Linked DNA regions of Sus scrofa: all the other regions are linked to region 1. Evidence: chromatin contacts called from public Hi-C and HiChIP or PLAC-seq data. All regions are on one chromosome and are shown on one strand. Each heading gives the region's core, a stretch centred on a gene start, on an enhancer-like site or on the middle of the called end of the contact. The rest is flanking DNA. Distances are from core to core; before and after follow the strand shown.

Region 1 (2,700 bases), core at 86-2,585:
TGGGCCTCCTGCAGGCGCTTCTCCATAACTTTGTCACCCCGTGCTCTTGCGGAATGGGGAAGCAATTCCGAAGCTGTGGGGATAGGCGCGAAATAACCGATTTTGGTAGCCGACTTGAAGAAGCAGGAAACTATCCTTCTCCCGGAGGCCTCTCAGGGAATGAGGTTTGCTTGATTCTACTGCAGCCTCTTCCTCTCTTCTCTGCAGGTATTTTTCAATCTCTAGAAATGAAGGACAGGGAGAGGATGTGGAAATAGTAAAGCCACAGATAAATTGATTTCCTAAAGAGGTGATTCCGGGACGAAGTGATTGCATGAATTAGCGAAAGCCATACTAAGGAATTGTGGCCAGCGTGGGAACGCCGGCGGAATTTACTTCCTCCTTTCCTTTGAACAACCGCCCCCCGACCTGGAAGTGGAAGGGAGTGGGCGGGGACAACTCCTAAAAGAGGTCTAGGGGGCTTGCCTCCCTCCCAGCTCTTTGTTTGCACCAGCAGCTGTTGGCCTCTGGGCCAAGAGTTGGGGAACCAAGGTGAATGCGGTCAGTGCACCGTAACCACAAGCCAACGGTGACGCGGCCGCAGCGCCGCTCAGCTGCAAGTGCCCCAGGTCCCGCGGCCAGCCTCTCGCTCCTTACAAATGGCCGAGCCCAAAGTCTCTCCTGCCCCCCCACGCCCTGAGCTTCGGTTTACGATCCCGGAGCACGGAGAGGACAGGGTCTGGTCTCCGGATAGTTTGTGTGTAAAGGTCGCGCGCGTTGCGCCATGCCGTCCAATCAGGAGCAGCCTCGGAAAAGTAATCCTGCATAAACGACTCCGCCTCCCCAGCCTCCCTGGCCGACCAACCCGAGGGTGTGTGTGGGGGGAAATCTCCCGTCAGCTTCGCCAATTGAAAAAAAAGCTGAACGATCACGGATGACCAATCAGAATTGCAGATGACGATTCAAGTTGGCCAATAAAGCGAGGCGAGGGTGTCTGTTGCTAGGTAGAAGTTTAAGAGTTGAAATAAGACGAGGGCCCGAGGTTACTGTATTCCTCGGTTTTGGAGAGCCCTTGCGTTGACTAACCAGAAACATAATTGCTAGTAGGAGTTCACGTTGCAAGAGCTTCCCTGCTTCCCTTCTGCCTTTTCTTCCTTTGTCTCAAGAAGTGGCTGCACATATAGACAGTAGGACACAGACTAAAGAACAAGCACTACGACGACAGTGTGATCGGGTCAGACGCGAGTAAGGGTGGCGACAGGGTGTGAGGGCCATGTGGCGAGGGAGCTCCCACCCACTGCGCGGAGCCCGGGGCTCAAAGTACGGAGAGACCGGTGGGCACACGCCTGAGTGCTACGAAGCACTTGAGCCAAAGCCAACCTTTCCCGACTCCGGCTCCGGTGAGGCTGCGCTGTGAAGACACCGGCGGCGATTGGCTCAGGGGTGAGAGGGGGCGGGAGGTAAAGGAGAAGGGAAGTCTGTGGTTCTCCGCGCGCGCCCACCCGCCGGAGGGGAACCGAGGGGGCTGGAAAGGAAGCAGCTTCCTGCTGCGTTGTTTTGGGCTCCGAGGGCTGTAAAGGGGAGGGAGCAGACGGAAGAAACAAACACTACATAGCGGAGGCTGCGCGAGGTCCTCGCTGCCTGCGTGCGTACGTGCGTGCGCTCGCCCGCGCGGGCTCAGTGCTGGCGCGTGAGGCGGAGGCGGGCGGCGGCGGCGCCTGCGCGGTCGGGCTCGGTCGACGGTTCGCAGGGGAGGAGGCGGCGGGAGGCGGAGGAGGCGGCGGCGGCGATGGAGGTGAAGCGGCTGAAAGTGACCGAGCTGCGGTCGGAGCTGCAGCGGCGGGGCCTGGACTCGCGCGGCCTCAAGGTGGATCTGGCGCAGCGGCTGCAGGAGGCGCTTGACGCCGAGATGCTTGAGGACGAGGCCGGCGGTGGCGGGGCCGGGCCCGGTGGGGCCTGCAAGGCGGAGCCTCGGCCTGTGGCCGCGTCGGGCGGCGGCCCGGGCGGGGACGAGGAGGAGGACGAAGAGGAGGAGGAGGAGGACGAGGAGGCGCTGCTTGAGGACGAGGACGAAGAGCCACCCCCTGCCCAGGCCTCGGACGAGGCCGCGCAGCCGCCGCCGGAGCCCCCGGAGGCCGCAGCCACAGAGGCCGTGGCCGAGTCCGATGCTTCCGAGAAACCAGCGGAGGAGGCCACGGCCGGGTCAGGTGGGGTAAATGGTGGCGAAGAGCAGGGCACCGTCAAGGGGGAGGAAGAGGAACCGGAGGAGCGGAGCGGGGACGAGACGCCGGGATCCGAGGCGCCGGCTGACAAGGCCGCGGAGGAACAGGGTGAGGAGCTGGCAGCGGAGCCCGGCTCCAACCTGCCGGGTGCGCCCCTGACCCAGCACCAAGCCTGGCACAGCGGGGTCCAATTCCCATCGCCTTTTGGTGGGACTCCCCCGGGGAGGTGGCTTTCATTCTCTCAGCCCACCTTTCTGGGGGGCTTGGCTACCTCTTGGGGCTCCTCTCTCTGCAGGAGGGAGGTTCCTGCCTGACTTGGTTGCTTGGTGGTAGTGGATGCAAGTAAGAGGTTTTGCATGCGAACTGTTTACGAGCTACCTGTGGAGCAGCCTCCCGCGGCGCTGGTTATCTTTTCTAAACCGAGTGTGCGCCGAGGAATTGTTGATTACACGGACAGCCAGACCGACTGTTGGAGGCTTCGGCCTTTGGGCTACCTAAC
Region 2 (2,700 bases), core at 166-2,665, 110 kb after region 1:
CTTTCCTGTGGGACCCACACTGCTCCCCAGCTCTCTGTGGTACTGGAGCCAGAGTATCATCTTGGCTGAGATTCACTCAAACCCGTTGAGATGAGCTGGTTCTCAGAATGACTGGTGGCTTCCATAGGAGTGTGAGTGTGTGAAGGTGCTTCTTTATTTCCCAACTTTTAAACTCCTCTCTCCCTTTTACTTGGGGAATTCTGGGAGTTGCGAGGTTGGAGCAAGATGTAGTCCACCTCGGGGGGTGATGTAGGGTCATACCACCTAATGCTGGTGTATTCGCACAGACTGCTGTTGCAAGATCTCCAAGGCCAGCAACTGCTTTGATATTGGGGTCCACTCTAGTGCCATTTCCTCCCTTTTTAGGTTTGGGAGACAGATGAGACGCCTGAGCTAGTCCCGACAGGAGGAGCACCTCAGGAGAGAGAACAACAAATTAAATCTATTGTGTGCTCCTTGAGCACTTTCTTTAGAGATGAGAAACAACCTCAGCATTTGTGACTTGCTCAAGGCTAAAGACCTGGAGATGTTTACCTTAGGTCCTCTTTACACAGTCCAAAGTTGTGGGTTGGTCAACAACAGCAAGAGTTGCCTAGCCCAGTTGAGAGGCCCCTCCATCTCGTCCCTGTCCCAAGGGTGTCCCCAGCTCCCTTACTCTCCCTGGCCTGAGCAGCACCTCCGGAGTTTGGGAGGAATTGACCACTGTAACAGTCTGGAGGAGGCCAGCACCCTCCAATGTCTTTACTCAGTTGCCACCGTAGTAGTTTCTGCCGCATGCCTTGAAGTGGGCCGGTGGCTCTGGCGCCTGATGAATACACTCCATGCAGCCCGCTGTCGCGGAATAAAGGCCATCTGGCTGTGGCCCCCCTGAAGTCCAAAAGGTGTCCGGTGTGGTTAGGGCTCCCGGCCAGGGCTGGGAAGCCGTCGCAGAACACACTTTCTGGGAGAAGACCGACAGCAGAGGAAAAGAGTAACAGCCCGAGGAGGTTGAGAGCTTAGGGACAGCCAGGGTATCCTGGAGATGAAGGATCCGCCTTTATTCACCAGGTAAATAGGGGGTTGCGGATACAGTCTCGTGGTCTCTACTGCCTCTCGAAGGGAGGGTACAGCCTGCCCACCACCACACAGCAAGGAAACTGCCGGCTGTCAAGGATCGGACCCCGCAAGAAACTGCGCCAACCTTTGCGGCTGCTTTCTGAGTATTCAGGATCTTTGGGCCAATCAACGCCTGATCAGCTCAGAGCACACCAATCGGCTTACCGCGTGCAGTTACGCATCGTAGACGATTTCCCTAAAGCGGGCCGAAACTTAACTCAGGCTGGAAACGGAACCTGAGTGGAAAGCGCTCGGGTTTCGGAGGAGTGTGCCGCGGGATTGGCCGGGGCTACGTCACTTCCTATCGGACGGGCGGAAGTCGCTTCCGAGCGCGTTGCAATTTGTAGGAGTGAGTTCCGGTCGTGACCGAAGTGGCTGCATTTTGTTAGTTCCAGAGAGTGGCGATGGCTGCGGTGGATTCTGATGTCGAACCGCTGCCTCGTGGGGGTTTCCGCTGCCGCCTCTGCCACGTCGTTACAGCCAACCGTAAGCGGTGGCTAGTAAGGGGGGGTGGTCGTGGACTTCAGTCTCTGGGTCCTGGCGAAAGTTAGGGTTATAGGTCATGATTTTTGCCAAATTGATTGGTAGGATCTCACCTCGGTTTTCACTCCACAGTCAAGGGGTTACAGAGTGGAGAAGGGTCCCACTACCTGACCCCTCAACTTCCCTGTATGCGAAATCTCCACGACGGAAATTTCGTTATTTTGTTCATTCTTTAACTGTCATTTATTGGACATCCCCTTTGTGCCAGGTGCTCCGCTGTGCTCTAGGGCGGGAAAAGGGGACATAGAGATGAAGGAGCTCACTCTCTAGAGATGGAGACAATTTCAGTGCTCTATAGATGTGTTTGGAAGGCTGCGGGCTCACAGACATGGCAGTAATTAAGTGAGGGAGTTTTCCAAAGGCAGAGATGGGTGCAGTAGCCTGGTATGAATGGAACGTGGGTTTGGAAAAGGAGACAAGGTGCTTTTTATGACAGCGCAAGGGGCTCAATGAAGTCTCAGATTCCACTTGTGAGGTGGAATCATAATCTCCCCTAAACGTGAGCTTCCATTCATCTTTTTCTTTGTGAATGGCGCTACCACTGCCCAGGAGGGCAAGTCAGAAATCCAGGATAGTCTTCCTGAATTTCAAATATACATCGCTGACATCAAGCAGCTAATTCCAAATGTAATAAAAGTAAAAATAGCAGCTAAGTTTTCCCCCATTCACCATGTACCAGACTCTTGGCCAAGTGCTACATATGAATAATATCTATGTGATAGGTACTTTTATCTCCATTTTATATCTGAGGAGTACGCACAGCAAGGTTAAGCAACTTGCCCAAGATCTCAGAGGTGGGATTCAATTTTGGGTAGTGTGGCTTCTGATCCTGCTCTTGTAATCTCTATACTATACCCAGAAATGATAAATGAGAAATAGTCTGGGAAGTTCCTATGGCTCTGGTTAATGAATCTGACTAGCATCCATGAGGACGCAGGTTTGATCTCTGCCCTTGCTCAGTGGGTGAAGGATTTGGCATTGGCATGACCTGTGATGGAGGTCGAAGATACGGCTGGGATCCTGTGTGGCTGTGGCTGTGGCATAGGCCAGCAGCTACAGTTC
Region 3 (2,700 bases), core at 143-2,642, 65 kb before region 1:
AGTGAGCCCACTGCCCAGCATCATAACTAAAAGGGTTGGGCTGATGGCCCTGACGGGCCAGGCTCACTCACTCTGTGCACACAGCTGCCTCCCGCAGGGGGTTTCCAGGTGTAGCAGCACTTAGTTAGCATGGAAACTTCCCTTCAGAGGCCCGTAACAGGATCCCAGCCTGGGTCCCTGATTGACGGCAACTTCCAGGACCATCTCCAGAAGTATTTGGACCTGTCTCATCTGCATGCTCCAACCATTTGGCCCCAAACTTACTTGCGCTGGATGAAGTAGGAGCCCTGCCTGCTGCTAGGAGTGAAGGTGACATGAAGAATCCGTTCCCAGCTCCAGCTGAGGCTCTTGGTCCCCTTGAAGCCCCTCACCACATCCAAGCCAGTCAGAAGAATGAAGGAGTGACCTGCCTGGAACACCCACCCTCCAGGGAGGTTAATATGCTTTCTAGTCCTGACCAGGACCCAGAACCACATCATCCTGCATCACTGGAGTTCCCCCACTTCACACACCCGAAAGGAAGCTCAAGCTGTAGAGACAACAGTCACTATACACTGTGCTGGCCCCAGTACTTTGAGGGGTCCAGGAGAGCCCAGGTCTTTCCTAGCCATGGCATTTTAATATTTCCTCTCCCTTTGGCCTGTGTTCAGCGTGTGGTCAGGCTGGCCTCCTCACTGCCCAGTTGACACAAGACGTGGGTTTAGCATAGCACATCCCGGTGGGTTGGTGGGTGGGTTGGTTTGTGAAGACAGCCAAAGCCTGGCAAATGCCGTTTTTCTCTCCTTTGATTGCAACTCTCTCGGAGGGAATGCATAGATCAGTAGTTATTTCACAAATATATGTTGGGTTCCTGCTGCGTGCGTGCTAAGTATGGTATCCAGTCAGGTGCCGGAGAGAAAAAGCCGTGAATTAATCAAGCCCCTGCTCTCTAGGAGTTTACCGTTAGTTTTCTATTTCATTTTATAGGCGAGGAGACCGAGGCCTAGATCTGCAAGTGTCAAAGGGCTGAGCTGAGACTTGCCCTGGCTGGATCCTTCTAGGTGTCTATGTGCGGTCACTCCCGCTCCTAAGGGCCTGGTCTCCCACTCCTCGGAAGCCCTTCCTGTAGCCCCTCTTCCCTGTTCCTCTCGGAATCCTGGGCTGCAGTAGCCACCTCTCCGCTTCACCGCTGACCCTGGAGGTGCTCCAGCAGAGAGCTACTAGCGGCGGGGTGGATGAAAGCAGGGGGCCGGCGAACCCGCGGTAACTCGGCTTCCCAAGCTCAGGTCCTGGGCGGGGCGTGCAACGCCAAGTCCCGCCCCCGGCTAGTCCGCTCGTCGAATGCGCACGCGCGTCTCCCAGTGGTTCCGCCCATCACCGTGGGACGTCGGCTGCGCGCGACGCGCTGGCCGCATAAATGCGGCGGCATCCGGCGTAGGAGCACTTCAGCCGGGAGAGCCTGGGCGTTCGGACGTTTGCCGGTGTCGCGGGCCGCGACAGAGCCCGCCCCTGCTCGCTGCGCCATGGCGGACGAAGGGAAGTCATACAACGGTCAGTGCTGGCCCTTGGGTCGGGGAGCCGGTCGATCTTGGGCCCTGCTGGGCTGCGCCAGCCTAGGCCGCAGCGCCGGGGCGTGAGGCCGCGAGGGGCCCGGCGTCCACGGGGAACGGCGGTGGCGCGGCGCGGGCCCGGGGCGAGGCAGCCCGGGGGCCTGGGTGAGCTTGAGGGTTGGGTGCCGGGGTTGTTGACGCTGGGATCCTCCCTTTGCGGGCCCCTGCGACTCGGAGAGGTGGCTCAGTGGTGGGGTGATGAGATTCCTTTGAACTTTGTGGGTGGTTGATGCCTGTCAGTTCAATTTGGCGGCCAAACTGTTTAATGTGAGTCAGTGCCCTTCTCCTGGGCTGATGTGCCCTATTTTCTACCGCGCGTCCAGGCGATTTTGCCCCCTCCCCCACCTAACGCGTCTGTCGCTTAGGCTTAATATTTTAGATCTGCACATCAACTCGATGTTCTGGTCCAAACACTACACTGAGTTTTAGTCCAGAGCGGTGGTTAGGAGCCGAGGTTTCAATCCCGAGTTGGCTATGCCAAGCTTGAGTAACTTACACCCTCAGACTTCGTTTTCCATCTCCTTAATGAGGATAGAAACAGTACCAGCCTTCTGAGTTTGTCTCCGTGTGTGTGTGTGTTAAAACGAGATCATTCATGTCAGGTGCCTGGAGCATAGTGCCTGACACTGGAGAAGAGTGCTCAGTGAATGTTAGCAACGACTTGTGTGCATTTATTACTTTTTTCCTAGGGTAACTTCTTGAGAAACTCATATTTTTAGTTTTTTAAGGAACCTCCATACTCTTTCCCGTAGTGGCTGCACCAGTTTTCATTCCTACCAACAGCGTAGGAGGGTTGCCTTTTCTCCACATCCTCTCCAGCATTTGTTTTTGTGGACTTTTTAATGTTGGCCATTCTGATTGGTGTGAAGTGCTACCTTATTGTGGCTTTGATTTGCATTTCTCTAATAATTAGTGATGTTGAGCATCTTTTCATGTGCCTGTAGGCCATCTGTATCGTGGGTCTTTTTTTTTTTTTCTTTCTTTCTTTTTTTTGCTTTTTAGGGCCCCAGCCGAGGCATATGAAAGTTCCCACGCTAGGGGTCCAATCAGAGATGTAACTGCTGGCCTACACCACAGCCACAGCAACGCCGGATCCTTAACCCACCGAACT
Region 4 (2,837 bases), core at 128-2,627, 120 kb before region 1:
GGCCAGGGACCGAACCCTCAACCTCATGGTTCCTAGTCAGATTCGTTAACCACTGCACCACCACGGGAACTCCAATAAGAGTTTCATAAATGATTATAAAATATACTGGTACCCTAGGTGTTTACCACTAGAAATTAATAAACTAATGCTGAGTGGCCTCAGTAACAAGAGTGTCACTGACTGGAACCACCCTGACATCAGGCTGGAGTTGGGGCTGAACGCTACACCTGCAGTCCCTCATCTATAAAATGGTATTGTGCCTTTAACCCAGCAGAGCCCTGTGAAACCTTGGCAGAGTGGACCCCCCAACTCATATTCTCTGCTTGCCTTTTTGTCCATAGAAAAACTTTAGTCAAGGGATCAATTTAATCAAGAGAAGTAAGAAATTACAGAGAAAAAGGAAAACAGTTAAGAAGACAAAATAGTTTAGCCATTCAACAAAGTCAAGAACCTTTAGCTTTTCCTCAAGGACTATAGATATTCTGAGCCATGCCCTCGGAGCTCTTTTGCAGGTGCTGAAGCCCCCACCGAGTGGAAGAAGTTAACTGTATGCTACCCCCAAGCATGGAGACCCCCCAGACCAGCTGCGACCAGAAGGTTGATGATATGATGGACTCCCATTACCTCACCACCAAAGAATCCCATAAATGTCCCCAAGCCGATCAGGCCCTGCTCCTTGAACACTGTTAAGTCTCCTCACTACCTCCTCCAGGGGGCATAGTCCTTTAGGCACTAGCCTGCTGTGCTCCCTCTTGGCCTCCCCGTTAAGGCTACTTCTGTCTCCTCCTCTATTTGGCATTGGCGTAGATGCAGCCGGTATTTTGGCAACAGATCTATCTCTGGATTTAGAGGACTAAAGAATAACCAATTCATGTAACGTGCTTAAAGCGGCAATTCAAGTGTCAGCTAATGTTAGCCCTACTATAAGCCAAGCTCCCGGAGAAGTTGGACCAGACAGTAGGGTAGAGGTGACCAGTTAGAGATATCAACGGCTGTTATGAATTTCAAGAACATCTATGGCCTGATTCACCTTCCCGAAACAGTTCCATGCAAGGGCCCTCCACTCGAGCTCAGCCCGGGGCCCAGCAGTACCTGAGTTGCCCCCCGCGCTGGGACCCTGAGCACCAGGCCCCGAGTGCTCGCTGGGCGGCTGGTGCGGAACCAAGACGACGCCGGTCGAGGGTTCGTGAGGTTCGGGGTCCATGGAATCGGACCCTGCACACAGGTTTAGGGTGTGTGGTGGCAAGGGGAGCTCAGGGAAGGGTATTGGGGCAGTCGGCTATGACCAAGACGGAGCGTCTGGACAGGATCGGCGGGAAGCTGAGAACTCGGCGTCACAGCCTCACCAGCAGCCGCAGTAAAGACCAAACCTCTCTGCAGCACGATAGGCGCGCCTGCGCAACCCCTAAGCGCATGCGCTCCTTTTTCGCGCTGCAGTTTCAGGGCGTGCACATTCAACAGCAGCCTTTGAAAATCTCCATCCACAGCCCATCAGGCACGCATGCCCTCTCCTTCTGCGCTTGCGCCTGCCTTAGTCCCGCCCCCAAATCCCGTGGACCTCTGCGCGCTGGTATTTAAGTGTCTCGCGGTGCCTCTTCGGTCTCATTTTTCCCGGGCTTTCGGTCGGCGTTTTCGTTTTCTCGCGGTAAGAAAGTCGTGACGCGAGCGTGCCCGCGCCTTGTCCTTTCTCTGTGGCACCTATTAGGCTGGTGGGGGAGGGGAGAGGAAACATGGCCTAGGTGTTGAGGCCTTAGAGCGGCAAGGGCTTTGTGAAGGACAAAATGGCGATGGCGGGCCGTGCCGACTGGCCTTTCTGTGATGAGAACATTTTCACAGACCTGTACTGAGCTCCGTGAGGATAAGGAACTCTGAGGAGACCGGCCTGGCACAGCTGACGCCGCCTTAGCTTCGGAAAACGCAGCTTTGGCGAGATAATCCGAGGTCTGACCTAAGGTTCTTTTGTCTGCAGGGTTTGGGCGCGCATCGAACTCTGAAGGGTCGGGAAGGCCTGTCGTTGGAGTAAGTGCTCGTGGCCTGGCTTTGCGCCCTTTGTTTCTGTGTTGTTGGACATGTGCAGAGGTACATCGGTGTGTGCTACAGGGATGATTTCAAGAATTGAGCTCTCTCTTACTGATGGATTAGTGGAGAAAGTAAAATTTCTGAGTAGCACCATCCGCAGCCCATGTTTCATGTTTGGGTCTTTTTGTTTCGAGTTGCTAAGACACTGCGGGGGAGAGTTAGGCTGGGGGTATAGTGAAGAATGTTCTTCGGTATTTTTCAGATGTGGTTGAGTTCCAGGGAGTGTACAGGCTGGAGGATGGGACAAGACCTATCTCTGTATCGATCAAGCACGGCGTTGGTGTTCCAGGTGGGCATACGATGCTTTATGCCATTATGGGTATGAGCACAGCGCCTGGTTGGGACTTGCTCGTTCAGGTTGCACTGGCCACTCCATGATGAACGGTAAAATGACAAGCATATGCCTGAACTCAAAAAAGTGATGTCATCTTAACTACTGAGAAGTGGGCGGGGAGTACTCGAGGCTTTTTAATGGTTGTTCTTAAGTACATTAAATGCCTCCCTTTTCTGTCTTCAGCTCATCACCAATCCTAAGGAATTCAAGTGCCTCCCAGGATGAATACAGGTAATTTTTCCAACTGGGGCATTGGGGTGGCCTCTGTTGTTCCCCACAGAGCAAATGGGCAGTGAAGCAGTGTTACCTTTTTGCTCCTTCAGTTTCTTCCTTTTGCAATGATTTTCCTGGGGAGGGAGACAGCAAGCAGCACAGTTGGTTCTGTGAGGGTGTTCTCTTCCTTCACTCATATGTCACTGTCAGA

Evidence for each region. Hi-C and Micro-C count contacts between places; a contact is called where the count stands out from the background. HiChIP or PLAC-seq counts read pairs in DNA pulled down with a chosen protein or histone mark.
Region 2: a Hi-C map of liver shows a contact between it and region 1, with 4 times the contacts expected there. The contact joins the promoter of TUT1 here to the promoter of TTC9C in region 1. A contact is called at or near these places in 2 of 5 promoter capture datasets (fetal skeletal muscle and liver), 4 of 47 Hi-C or Micro-C datasets (heart right ventricle, liver and skeletal muscle) and 2 of 2 datasets of contacts at active chromatin or transcription factors (alveolar macrophages and skeletal muscle).
Region 3: an H3K27ac HiChIP or PLAC-seq map of alveolar macrophages shows a contact between it and region 1. The contact joins the promoter of NXF1 here to the promoter of TTC9C in region 1. A contact is called at or near these places in 1 of 5 promoter capture datasets (liver), 3 of 47 Hi-C or Micro-C datasets (alveolar macrophages, epiblast stem cells and liver) and 2 of 2 datasets of contacts at active chromatin or transcription factors (alveolar macrophages and skeletal muscle).
Region 4: a contact with region 1 is called in a Hi-C map of liver, with 5 times the contacts expected there. The contact joins the promoter of SLC3A2 here to the promoter of TTC9C in region 1. A contact is called at or near these places in 5 of 5 promoter capture datasets (fetal liver, fetal skeletal muscle, liver and 1 more), 35 of 47 Hi-C or Micro-C datasets (adipose tissue, alveolar macrophages, blood and 16 more) and 2 of 2 datasets of contacts at active chromatin or transcription factors (alveolar macrophages and skeletal muscle).

What each region holds. Positions count from the first base shown.
Region 1 is chr2:9,033,223-9,035,922 of Sscrofa11.1, forward strand. TTC9C (tetratricopeptide repeat protein 9C) reads right to left here and starts at 1,336. Exons shown (of 4, transcript XM_005660786.3): 1 at 1,066-1,336; 2 at 1-221. The coding sequence starts at 26. It overlaps HNRNPUL2 (heterogeneous nuclear ribonucleoprotein U-like protein 2), which reads left to right and starts at 1,447. Exons shown (of 15, transcript XM_005660783.3): 1 at 1,447-2,309. The coding sequence starts at 1,769.
Region 2 is chr2:9,147,148-9,149,847 of Sscrofa11.1, forward strand. TUT1 (speckle targeted PIP5K1A-regulated poly(A) polymerase) reads left to right here and starts at 1,416. Exons shown (of 10, transcript XM_005660796.3): 1 at 1,416-1,581. The coding sequence starts at 1,500.
Region 3 is chr2:8,968,566-8,971,265 of Sscrofa11.1, forward strand. NXF1 (nuclear RNA export factor 1) reads left to right here and starts at 1,393. Exons shown (of 21, transcript NM_001243350.1): 1 at 1,393-1,530. The coding sequence starts at 1,503.
Region 4 is chr2:8,917,693-8,920,529 of Sscrofa11.1, forward strand. SLC3A2 (4F2 cell-surface antigen heavy chain) reads right to left here and starts at 1,378. Exons shown (of 11, transcript XM_003353809.4): 1 at 1,093-1,378. The coding sequence starts at 1,204. LOC100627892 (a long non-coding RNA gene) reads left to right here and starts at 1,538. Exons shown (of 9, transcript XR_002341464.1): 1 at 1,538-1,645; 2 at 1,970-2,019; 3 at 2,282-2,368; 4 at 2,597-2,644.